Regions from separate parts of the Mus musculus genome. Here region 2 is linked to region 1. A link is a contact called in public Hi-C data. All regions are on one chromosome and are shown on one strand. Each heading gives the region's core, a stretch centred on a gene start, on an enhancer-like site or on the middle of the called end of the contact. The rest is flanking DNA. Distances are from core to core; before and after follow the strand shown. Region 1 holds the start of Tmem158 (transmembrane protein 158). Region 2 has its middle 48 kb from the start of Tmem158.

What was found. A called contact is a pair of places that touch in the nucleus more often than the background predicts.
Region 2: a contact with region 1 is called in a Hi-C map of the N1E-115 cell line, with 5 times the contacts expected there. The contact joins the enhancer-like site here to the promoter of Tmem158 in region 1. A contact is called at or near these places in 4 of 39 promoter capture datasets (the 3T3-L1 cell line, 3T3-L1-derived adipocytes and macrophages), 4 of 484 Hi-C or Micro-C datasets (the AML12 cell line, the HPC-7 cell line, the N1E-115 cell line and 1 more), 3 of 115 datasets of contacts at active chromatin or transcription factors (bone marrow-derived macrophages, embryonic stem cells and neural progenitor cells) and 1 of 9 other capture datasets (macrophages).

The regions. Positions count from the first base shown.
Region 1 is chr9:123,257,878-123,264,225 of GRCm38.p6, reverse strand. It overlaps Tmem158 (transmembrane protein 158), which reads left to right and starts at 3,437. Exons shown (of 1, transcript NM_001002267.2): 1 at 3,437-5,169. The coding sequence starts at 3,681. The coding sequence ends at 4,541.
Region 2 is chr9:123,305,226-123,311,573 of GRCm38.p6, reverse strand. It overlaps the pseudogene Scp2-ps2. Among named protein-coding and RNA genes, the nearest start is that of Tmem158, 48 kb to the right of the region's middle. Within about 2 kb of position 2,288, at least 42 of the 459 cell types and tissues checked have an H3K27ac peak or open chromatin away from gene starts, as enhancers often do. A contact at or near this core is called in the N1E-115 cell line, bone marrow-derived macrophages and macrophages, where this site is marked.

The DNA of each region.
Region 1 (6,348 bases), core at 2,188-4,687:
TTCCTCCTCCTCCTCTTCCTCCTCCTCCTCTTCCTCCTCCTCTGGCTCATGTAGGGGTGGGTTAACATATCTATATGTGGGTGAGTGTGCCTTGTATGACAGAAGTTGATATTAGGTGTCTTCCTCTATCACTCTCCTTATATTTCAAAACAGAGTCTTCCTAAAACAAGGTGCACGCTGATTCAGTTAGACTGGTTACCCAGCAAGACCCAGGAGCCACTTGTCTCCCCGTGCACCTGGTGCTGGTGTTACAGTTGTGTACGTTGTGCCCAGCTTTTATACAGGTGCCAGGGATCTGAAGTGAGGTCCTAATGATTGATTATACAGCAAGCACTTTAACAGCCAGCCATTTCCCCAGCCCCTACAGTGTGCTATGTCAAGTTCTGTTGAACAAAACAAAGTCCTGCTTGGGAAAGGGGTCATTCAAATGAAAGAAGGAGCAAGAGGCAAACAGAAAGCATGCATGGGGCAGCTCACAATGAGGAAGGTGGGATGTAGCGTGGGACTAGGAAGGTAGGTGCTTGTTATTGTGAAAGGGTGGGAAAGGCTCTCTGAGGAGCTGATAGTGGAACAGAGATGGAAAGGAAGCGAGGGGCAACCAAGACAGACTTCAGGGAAAAAAGAAAACAGGTTATGTAAAGGCTTGAAGCTGAAGTTCACTTCATGTATTCCTGGGACAGCAAGGAAGCCTGCACACCTGCAGCAGAGCAGGAGAATGACAGGCGTGGTAAAAAGGAACCTCAACCCGTGAACAGCTACAGCTCAGGCCAAGCTCTCACCAGCAGACAGACCCTCTCAGTGACCGGGCCCTGGGCACTCTAACTCCTGGCTTGTGTTCCGTGAGCCTAGTAAGCTGAAGGGAAGAGCACACACAGCAGTGATGGCGAGGAAAGGTAGCGTGAGCTGGGCGTAGTGGCGCTCACCTGTAAATCCAGCACGTGGGAAACAAGCAGCTTTCTTCTGGTGACACCGGTATCATCACACCATAATGCTGTTGTGTCATAAGTAAAGCAACTGACCCTCAAGAATGCTTACAGTAGTTAATCAGAGCTTTTAAATGGGCAGATTCGTCAGGGAATAAGTACTAGCAGAGCCTCTGTCATATACCAGCAGACAAGACAGAAGGTAACTTGTCTGGATGAAGGTGTGAAGGGCTATCATGTCAACAACTTGGCAGGGACTTCTTGGCTCTCCAAACCAGACTTGCTTCTTTGCTTGTGGTTGGTTGGTTGGTTTTTGAGACAGGGTCTCAGGCATTCCAGTCTAGACTTGAACTATGTCAAGCTGGCTTTGAACTCCTGATCCTCCCTCAATTTTCTAAGTGCTGTTACAGTTGCATGCCATCATACGCAACTGCAAACAAGTCTGTCATTTTCCCTTCCAAGTTTCCCCCACCCCCATCCCCACCCCCACCTCCATTGTACAGACACAGTAAGGGAACCCCTAAGAAGCTCAGCATGTTCCTGCCTAAAGTTCCAGAAAATGTCACCTGCTGTCATGGATAGAGACCTGACTCAAGACTCAATCCTTGACAACTAGGCCCCTTTAAGCCCTAGGGATCACATGATATCCCTGTTTTGAAGTAGGCTCATATTTAAACAAGGCTGCCACACCAGGTAGTATATTTTGTTCCTTAAAAGGATAAGTCATTTTAAATAAGAACATGAAACTGCACATTGTCCCATCTGGGAACACAAAAGTAGATAGATAGATAGATAGATAGATAGATAGATAGATAGATAGATAGATGTGTGTCCTGTGCCTCAGGGACATCAACCTTTTTTACAGAGACCAAGAATCCAGTCACACTGGGCTGGATTTGCAGGAATAGATAACCAACTGGCCAGCACTGAGAAGGTGGGGTAGATGCTGGACTGCAAGCTCCATTAACATAACACAGTCCCATGCAGGGTGGGTGCCAGCCGCCCGGCTGTCACTCAGGGAACCAAGACCAACAGAGAAGACTTGGTACTTTGGGGAATTCTGTTTATAAGGCTCTCTCTCTCCCTTCTCTCTCTCCCCACTTTCTCTCTGTCTACCTGTGTCTCTCCCTCATTCCAATGTTACTATTTGTTAGAAAACAACTTAGAAGATGGGTTTAGTGGTACATGGCTTTAGTCCCAGAACTCAAGAAGCAGGGGCAAGTGGATCTCTGAGAGTTTGAGGCCGGTCTGGTCTACATAATAAGTTCCAGGACAGCTAAAGCTACGAAGTGAAACCTTGACTCAAAAGAAAGAGCAGGAGAAAGAATGAAAGAGAGAGAGAGAACTATTTAGAGAAATATATTTAGCACTTTGTACCCAGCAATGGCTGTCATCCTGTCCTTCACAGGCCCTTGGGAAAGCTTAGCTGGCTTAGAGGGAGGGTCACTCTTAGATTTACAGAGCACAACTGTTTCAAGCCATTTTAGGGGTCAGTTGACATTAGTTTCCAAGTGTGAGGCCAGAAAACAAGGGAAGTGCAGTTTGCTCCTTTTTGTGATGGGGATTGAACCCTGGGCTTGCTAGGACACTAGGAAAGCACCCTTCCAACTGAGCTGCCTCTTCTTCCCAAGAACGTTTTTTGTTCTTTACAGAAAGCATCTTTCTGTGTAGCCCAGGCTGTCCTCAAACTCATAATTCTCCTCACCACCTTAGTACTGGATTTTGTTTATTTGAGACAGGTTTTCAGGTAGCCCAGGCTGGCCTCTCCAAGGAACTTGGACTCTGGATTCTCACTTGGGATTACAGACTTGTACCATCAAGCTCAGGACTCAGGTAGGCTTCTTAATATAAATTGTATCCTATTAAATTACTCTTGACAACTCCACCTCTCCACAATATACATCCCGGAAGACTGATATTCATGGACTCTAACATACAAATTTTTTGTGTCTATGTGCACACTAGACTGCAGGTGTCCTCAAGCATCCGACCTGTGGGATTTGCATTCCCATTGCCCCAACCAACACCAAAACTTCAGAATTTTGAGGATTTTTTTATGAGTTCTCTTCCTGTAAAACAAAACAACGAAACAAAAACAAAACAAAAAACAAAACAACAACAACAACAAAAAAACCCATATGTATCTATTGTGGTGAAGACACATTAAAACCAGCCAGACTCCAGATCTGAATTTCTGAACTCAGCAGAAAGGTACAAGAGTCCTGTCTCTGGCTCCTGAGGTAGCCCGGAGACTTTCTCCCTTCTTAGTTTCTCCTAAGCAGAAAGGAGGTACTGATTAGCTCTCCTGGGGGCGTGACAGAGGGACTGTCTGGGCTCCGGGACTCGCTCTGGGCTTCCCGCCCTCGGGGGTCCCCTCGCTCCGCCTCCACGCACCGCCCTGTCGCTCAGGTCTTCAGTTCCCGCCCCTGCGAGTGGAGCCCCGCCCTCCCAATTCCCCGCACCCGGTGAGCCGGGGGCGGGGCGCGCGGAAGGCGGAGCCGAGCAGGGGAATCCTCTCTCGTTTCGCCGCGAGCCAGCAGAGCCTCCTGGCCGTCCAAGGGCCCCAGCTCTGGGGGCAGCGGAACCTCGACGAGCGGAGTCTGAAGAGGCCATCGCGGCCCGTGAGCCGGTGTCGTCCCAATACACTGGCAGAGTTCCGCCTCGGCCTTCCAGGCCCCGCGGTTCCCTCACCGGACGGTCGCCTGCGCGCCATGCAGCCGCCGCCTGCCCCGCGCGCGTAGGCGCTCGCCACAGGCCATGCTGCCCCTTCTCGCCGCGCTACTGGCCGCCGCCTGCCAGCTGCCGCCGGCGCACGGCGGGGCCACGGATGCGCCCGGCCTTGCAGGGACGCCCCCAAACGCCTCGGCCAATGCGTCCTTCACCAACGAACACTCCACCCCGCGTCTGCTGGCATCGGCGGCATCGGCGCCCCCAGAGCGCGCGGGCCCAGAGGAGGCTCCGGCGGCGCCCTGCAACATCAGCGTGCAACGACAGATGCTGAGCTCGCTGCTCGTGCGCTGGGGCCGCCCGCGGGGCTTGCAGTGCGACCTGCTGCTCTTCTCTACCAACGCGCACGGCCGCGCCTTCTTCGCCGCCGCCTTCCACCGCGTCGGGCCACCACTGCTCATCGAGCATCTGGGGCTGGCGGCGGGCGGCGCGCAGCAAGACCTGCGCCTGTGCGTGGGCTGCGGCTGGGTGCGCGGCCGCCTGCGGGCTCCCGCCGGGGCTCCCACCGCGCTGCCTGCCTACCCGGCGGCCGAGCCGGGGCCGCTGTGGCTGCAGGGCGAGCCTCGTCACTTCTGCTGCCTGGACTTCAGCCTGGAGGAGCTGCAGGGCGAGCCGGGCTGGCGGCTGAACCGCAAGCCCATCGAGTCTACGCTGGTGGCCTGCTTCATGACCCTGGTCATCGTGGTGTGGAGCGTGGCCGCCCTCATCTGGCCGGTGCCCATCATTGCCGGCTTCCTGCCCAACGGCATGGAGCAGCGCCGGACCACCGCCGGCGCCCCCGCGGCCGCTCCTGCAGCCGTACCCGCGGGGACTACCGCCGCTGCCGCCGCCGCTGCTGCAGCTGCTGCTGCTGCTGCCGCGGCTGTCACCTCGGGGGTGGCTCCTAAGTGACCCCCTCCGCCCCGCGTCCGCGCTGTGTAAGCGCTCGCACGCGCCTTCCTCACCGGAGACGGGGCAGGTGCGCTTCGTGCTGTCCTTATTGTTCATCCTTTTCCCGGGAGGGGACCGCAGAGAGGCACAAATGAGGTGGGAAAGTGGGGTTTGTGCTGAGGTTCTGGTTCGGAAGAGCAGGGGCAAGCTCTCGGGCTGAAGGGTGGGATCCACGCGTGGCTCGAGGACACAAGGGAAACCGGCTCTTTCCCCTGCGGCACCCCCTCCCTGCGCCCACATGCCCTTTATTTATGGCAGAAAGTGACCAGATCCTGTGTATTTGTTTTATATATTTAATAACTGTTTTAAATGAAAGTTTTAGTAAAAAAAAATACAAAACAAAAAGATTCAACTGCTAAAGCTGTGGTAACAGGAGCTCTTTGTATCTGAATGTAGTTGTATTTGAAGCTTCTTGTTTGTTTTTTTAAAGGGGGGGACGAGGGAAGATTTGACACGGATTTATTGTAATTGCTTACAAAAGAACTTTATGAATCTTTTCCAAGTCGATCTATTCAGTGACATGGCCTGGTGGGCGTTTCTTCTTGTATTAATGTGGTTTTCTGGCTTTTAATACAGACATTTTCCTCCAGAAATGTGTATGTTTCCTTTATTTGCTTTTGGGAGAGGGATCCAAGACGCAAATGAATCATGAAGAAATTCCTGAAAAGAGGGGCGCCATCTGTCTTCCTGGCTGAGACAGGTGAAATCGCTTTCAGAATGGTTCCGATGGGGATTGCTAATCAGTTCACTGGGCCCCAGACACGTACGTCCTTTCTACAGAGCACAGGTTCACAGCGCTTGGCATAGTTTGTTTTCACATGGTGCCCCAGGAAAATCAATAAATAGTTCTGTGAGCCAAGTGTCTTTCACAGAACCACCTCGGTAGGTGTGGTGAATATACAGTATATATACATGTTCTTGTGTGTGCCCACTCACTCCTGAATGCATTTGTGTGGGGGAGTCAGAGTCAAGTGCCTTCTCCAGTTACTCTCCACCTTAGTTTTTATCTTGGTCTGTCTCTAAACACCAAGCAGGTAGATTCAGCTAGACTGGCTGGCCAGCGTCCTCCTGTCCCTGTCTCCCCAGTACCGAGATTATAAGCATACACCACTAAGATTGGCTTTTCACATGCATGTTGGAGATCTGAACTCAGGTCCTCCTGCTTAAGTACCGGGCACTTTTACTGAGCCATCTTCCCAGACCTGAAAATGGCTGATTGTAAGACATAGATTACATTCTGTTTGGTAAGTTAAGCAGGTGGCATGTTTCAAATGCTAGTATCAAATTCTGAGATGTTTATTTAGCATTAACAAGTTCTTGGTAAAAGGTAACCAATAGCTGTAACTCTGTGTTTCTGTGGTAGAACCTGTCTGCTACGTGGTAGATTCAGATTCTTTGAGTTATCTGCAGAGCAAAGATCTTTCTCAGCTTAACACAAAAGTAAATTTAAGGCATTTAAGTACTGTAATTCCAGTACTAGGGAATCTGACCGCAGTTGAAGGCTGCCCTGGATTACATAATGAGACCCTGTCAAAATAAAATAAAGATGTATTCCTTTGCTCCATCTCATTCATACCTGCTTTTGAAACATTAAACTTGCTCTAGAGCCATAGTTCTCAAAATACGGGCCCGCAGCATCAGCATCAAACTGGAGATGGACTCACTTAAGGCCACAGAAGTGGGAATCCAGAAAGGTAAAACTCCCTAAGGGATTCAGGTGTATTTCAAGTTTGTGATGTGCTGTGTGTTTGCAGAAGGGAATCTTTAG
Region 2 (6,348 bases), core at 1,039-3,538, 48 kb before region 1:
AGATCTGCAACATTCCAAATCTCTATCATTACAAAGTTTTAATCAGTTAACTGGCCTTGTACAGCTTTTAATTTGGGTGTTAAAATCTTTAATGTAGGTGTGACTCCCTCCACCTATCCCCCTACAGAACCTCAGTTTATAAGACATCTTGCAAGTTCTGCCCTCTCGGCAGGCCAGGCTAGTCACCCCAATTAACAACTAGCCAGCTTCATAAGGATGAATAATGCCATCCTACACTCACTAGCTAACCTGCTTGCTGGCTATGGACACCTGAGCAAAGCAGGTCAGAGCCACCAAACCACTCAGCTGCTCTGGACTAGGGAATGTAAAAAAAAAAAAAAAAAAAAATGTAGGTGTTTTATGTTGCTAAGTATTGAGATAATTCTTATGCAGCAAAAGCTGACACAACAGCATCTTTGTGGTCTATGGTCACTATCCATTTCTTTTCTCAAGTGCACATGATAAATGGAATTGCACCTCTCCTTTGAGACTTAACTGAAATATACCTGCTTCTATAACTCTATGATTTTATAATACCTGCTTCTCAGAGTCACATACTGGAGCCCAACCCTTCTTCCCACAATGCTTTGTTTCTTAATTTCTATTTATTATTCATTGCTTTGCCCTGAATGTATTTTCTCTTAAGGCTTCAGTGAGGAGGGAGACTGGGTCTTGACCATCACTGTAGTCTCTCAAGTGCCTAAGAAGCAGCACCTCTGAGGTTCTCACACTTTAATGAGTAGAAAGCTTACTTGGGTAGCTGGCTCTTTGTGTTGATTCTCAGCCCATCATGGGAGACTCTGATTTATTAATTCTGGTGTAGAATTAATTAATTCTGGTGTAGAATCCCAGAAAAGAAATATGTAACAAGTGGTCTAGGAGACCTAGCTGCAGCTGATATAGGACATGGCTGAAAAAATAAGCCTGAGGAGATGCTGCGCTCCCATGAGTTCGGTGACTTGTTCAAGGTCATACAGTCAGAATGTGACAAAGCCAGCCTGAAACCCCTTTCCAGACAGCCCTGCAGGTACTCTGAAAACATGCAAGCCACATTTTGAATCTCTAGACTCTACACTAGTAAAACCCATGGCTTGCAAGTGACTTCAGGATTGTGTGCATGTACACATGTAGAACAGCTACTTACTAGAGAGTGTCCCAGCAGATGGCCCGTTCTTCTCTGTTGCACTAGGAAGTGTTGGGCTGATGGCCAGATGTGGCTGCATTGCTAAAGAAGAACCAACCTGAGTAGAGCAAGATCAAGACCCACATCTGCCTTCCCCACTCTCCAGCTCCCTAACAAGGTAGCTAGCATCAACAAGAGGTCTCTATGGAATAAAGGGGCACTCCAGGGAGAACCAAGAAATGCTGCTTATTCAGAACTTGCTATAGATGTGAGTCAGCAACAACTATCTATATCTGACATAAACTCAAAGACAAGCAGAGTGGGAAGGCTGGCCAGTAGGAAATAGCTTCATACAGCCTCTGATTAGGGGTTGTGGACATGAAGCAAACAGAACAGGCTATCTAAAAGCAGGGTGCCCCACATGATTGAGAGTTCATATTTGGTTTTCTTTTTTAAAAATCAGTCCTAAGTTGAAAGGGGACACAAATGAGAGGCAGTTACTGATTAAATATCCACTCTGTCGGACTGATTTATAGGTGTTGGGCTATGAATTGTAGACTGTGGGCCAGTGGGGGAGGCAGGGGAGAGACTCTTATCTATGTACTTGCATGTAGAGGCCAGAGGTCAACTTCTGGTGTCACAATGCAGGAGACTTGACAGCCCCAAGGCTCTATCTGTGTCTGCCTCCCCAGCACTGGGGATAGAAGTGGGAGCCACCTCTCGTTGATTTTTTTTTTTAACCTGGATTCTAGGGGAGTGAGCTCAGATCCTCAGGTCTGTGAAGCAAATACTACCAACTGAGCTAGCTTGCCAGCCCCAAGCCCCTCTTTTTATATGCAGCCTAGCCATTATCTGTTCACATCTTAATCTTTCAAAGAGAATTCGATTCCCTGCACATTTCTCCTTGGCTAGCCAGCCCATTTCTTACTTCTCTCAAACGAACCTGATGTCGCAGTTTCTGTACGATCTGAAATATGGCCCCTCCTCCCCCCACCTCCAGCTCTCAGCATCTAGAAGAGAGGACTGGAGAAGCTCCTGACGTGCTGCCTGTCTATGGGGACTCTGGAATGGAACTTTTCTACCGTTTAATGTACCAATCCATCATCAAACTGCAGAGGGAGATCCGCCTCTGAATCATCAGGAACCCATGTCACCCTCACCCCACCCCCTACTTCTGCAGAGCTGTTTAGTCATCAGCACATGATAAATGGAATCCTGCCTCTCCCTCGAGGCTTAACTAAAAGCTGCTTCTATTGCTTCTCCGAGTTCCATGCTGGAGCCCACCCTTTCTTCCCACAATGCTGTGTTCCATTGCTTTGCCTTGGTCACTTTCCATTCCTTTTCTCAAGTACACATGAGAAACTTGAACTTTAAGTTTCACCCAGGGACCTCCTGATGCTGTGAGATGAAGAAATTTCCAGAGTGTTCAGTTTCCCATTTCTTTACATGGGTAATCCTCCATGTTGTCCATGCAGAGGAGGCCTAGAGTCACCCTTCAGCTGCCCACTCATTACCACATTCAGTCTCTACCAAGTCCTATTAATTCTACTTCCAGGATCTCTCTTGATTTGGTCCAGTTCCCAGTTCTGTCATTCCTGCCTGAATCCTAACGTATGCTGGCAGCACCTCACACCTGCCCTTGCCAATGCTCAAACAAGCCAATGTACCTTTAAACTCTTTAAAATAAGAATGGCAGAGATAGGCCAGGTACAGTGGCCACATCTGCTATCGCAGGGTTTGGGAAGCAGAGACAAGGGCTCAGTAGTTCAAAGTCGTCCTCCGCTATACAATGGATTTAAGGTCAGCCTGGGCTGCAGGAGATCCTGTCATAAAAACAAAAACAAGCCAGGCGGCGGGGGCGCACACCTTTGATCCCAGCACTCGGGAGGCAGAGGCAGGCAGATTTCTGAGTTCGAGGCCAGCCTGGTCTACAGAGTGAGTTCCAGGACAGCCAGGGCTACACAGATAAACCCTGTCAGAAAAGAAAAAAAAAAAAAAAAAAAAAAAGGAAAGGAAAGAAAGAAAGGGAGGGAGGGAGGGAGGGAGGGAGGGAGGGAGGGAGAGAGAGAGAGAGAGAGAGAGAGAGAGAGAGAGAGAGAGAGAGAGAGAGAGAGAGAGAGAGAAAGAATCGAATATGTACCTATTGAGTTAGAAAACAACTGTCAAGTCTGGAGAGGCGACTCAGAGGCTAAGAGCATGTATTGTTCTTGAAGAGGAGCAGAGCCACATCAGGCTGCTCACAACTGCCTGTGACTCTAACTCCAGGGGGGGTCACAATGTCTGCCCTCTGTAGACATGTGCACACACATACACATAATAACAAATACTAGAAAACAAATGTGAGTTTTAAACTTTTACCTATTAGGGCAACCGATTAGCAATGTAGACATTTTAGAGGCTAAAAACCGCAGTTGCAGAGCAAAACAACCATCTAAGTTCAGGCGTCTTAGAAAATACCTTGTCGAGCACAATCTAGGCCTCGGAGGAGCTGTGGTTGTCACCCTCTACAGGATGGGTTTTCCCGAAGCTGCCAGCTCCTTCAGGACGCACCAGGTTTCAGCTGCTCCCACCAGCTCTGCAGGGGATGGATTCAAGGCAAACCTCGTCTTTAAGGAGATTGAGAAGAAGCTTGAAGAGGAAGGGGAACAGTTCGTGAAGAAAATCGGTGGCATTTTTGCCTTCAAAGTGAAAGATGGCCCTGGCGGCAAAGAAGCTACCTGGGTGGTGGATGTGAAGAATGGCAAAGGATCTGTGCTTCCCAATTCAGATAAGAAGGCTGACTGCACAATCACCATGGCCGACTCAGACTTGCTGGCTTTGATGACTGGAAAAATGAACCCTCAGTCGGCCTTCTTTCAAGGGAAACTGAAGATTGCTGGTAACATGGGACTGGCCATGAAACTACAGAACCTTCAGCTTCAGCCGGGCAAAGCTAAGCTGTGAGGAGTCCCTTTGGCAACCTCAGGACATCAAGATGAGATGTGTAGATAGGTAGAGATCCACGTCTCGTCGTCAGGACTTAGACTGACACCTCCCGAATAGCATGAGATAGATTTGTTGCTAATTGGGTGCGGTCAATTGTGTTTCCCCGAAGCTGGGAGGTACATAGGGCCTCCCTGCCTGCACTGCTGCTTTGAGGACTTGCATTCTACTGTGCTTGATGAAGCTACTATGTCAATGATGGTTTGGGGTAAACTTGAGTTTCAGAATAAAATTCAGAACAGTAAAATCTGAAGACTGAGTAAACAAAGCCCTTGTTTTGCTTAGAAGTATATTTGAGGATCACTGTGTTGGACACTCGGTGTGACATTTCTCCTTGGGGGGACTAGAGAAGAAACAGATTTCCATAGTTGACCAGGAATTAGTGCCTCACACTCAATTACCTGCATCAGTTTCTCACTAATAGTTCTTAAAATAAAATTCTGTACTAAAAGTTTAAAAAAAAACTTTAAAAATGTTCATTTCATGCCATCAGAAACAGTTCTTTTCTTCCCAAATAAAATACAAGAATTATGGTCAGAGCTTAAGAGAGAATTTACAGCTGAACAGAACTGTTTTAAAATATTTTTCAAATGGGCATCTTTTTAAAAATCATAGTATCAGAGCCATGGATACCATTAATAAAAATAACTGAATAAAGTTTCTTCCAGAGATACGGGCTTCAAATTATAGTTTCATATTAATAAGTGTATAAACTGAGTCTCACAAATTTCCTTTTTCATACACTTGATTGTCTGCATTTATCTTTCTTCCAAGTTTTTCTAATTCTAATGCTATTTGTTATAATTTAGGTTTGGGATAAAAATATGCTTTTGGAAGATTTAAAAAGAAAATTAAAACAGCTCTTCCTGAAAAAAAAAAAAGAAAAAAAAAAAAAAGAAAATACCTTGTCAGAGAAAGCATTTTCAGTCATATTTGGAATGTGAGAATCTGCTTCTGTCTAACTGCAAAGGGACGAGCACCATTCTTCTTGTGATGGTAAGTCTTTTACTAGCTCTTAGAAAGTTCTGCAGTATCCAGACTGAACAGTATACCTCGATTAGTAAATACCAAGGAGGGAAAACGTGTCTGAGTAAGGGAGGACCCAGGAAAACAGATTGCAGAAAGAGGAGCACGGCATAGGCTGTGAAGTGCTGCCTTGGAAGCTGCCACTGCTTTTCCTGGCCTAGCTGTTCTGCAGGTCCTGTGACCACCATTATGTCCCTCCTCTGCTGCAGTCACATCCTGGCCTACAGGACCCATCGCTGAGTAGACTCAGCCCTTCTGGAGTGAGAAGGTTCTGTGCCTTCCAGGTGAGCTTGTACCTACCTCCTTACTTGATGCTTTTCCTTCAGATCTCAGAAACTCTATGTACCTTAAACACACACAAATACACACACGCACACACTAACATACACACACACATATACACACACACACACATATACATTCACACACATACACACTCTCACATATACATACTCATACATACACACATGCCCCACAGCTCTCACACACACCCCACACTTACATGCACACACACACACACACTTACACACATATATACACACACTCACACAGACATAGATACACACATGCCATCACACACACATGCATGCACATACACATATTCACACATACAACATAACACACTCACACACACAGTCATTCATATACAATACACCACATGCACACTCACACACACACACACACACACACACACACACACACACACACATACACCCTGCCTGGACTGCTGTCTCTCCGTGCCTGACTCACTAATGTTCACCTGTCAGATCTCAGATTAAACATTTTCCTCTCAAGTCAGCTTTGAGCGCTCACTATGCCTTGAAAATAATATCTTTCTGTCATGTCCTTTGATAGCACCCTAAACTTTTAGGACACTCACCACAACTTACAGTTTCTGCTCTTTGTCTTATATTTGTCTCCCTTCCAGACTAAAAAGTTCAGAAAGGCAAGAACAGCTTCTGACCTTTTACCTCTCCCTCCTTCCTATCCCCTTCCTCCCCTTCCTCTCCTCCCCTCCCCTCCCCTCCCCCACTCCCTTCTCTGCCCTTACTCCCTCCCCTCTCTCTTTGACCTACTCTATGAGCCTAGGCTGGCCACACACACAGTTCTCACTCTCCTAAATGCTGGAATTAAAGACATATACCACCAACCATGATATTCTATCTTTTTCAACACAGGACCGTCATCAATAACACGTCATAAAAATAGTAGCAATT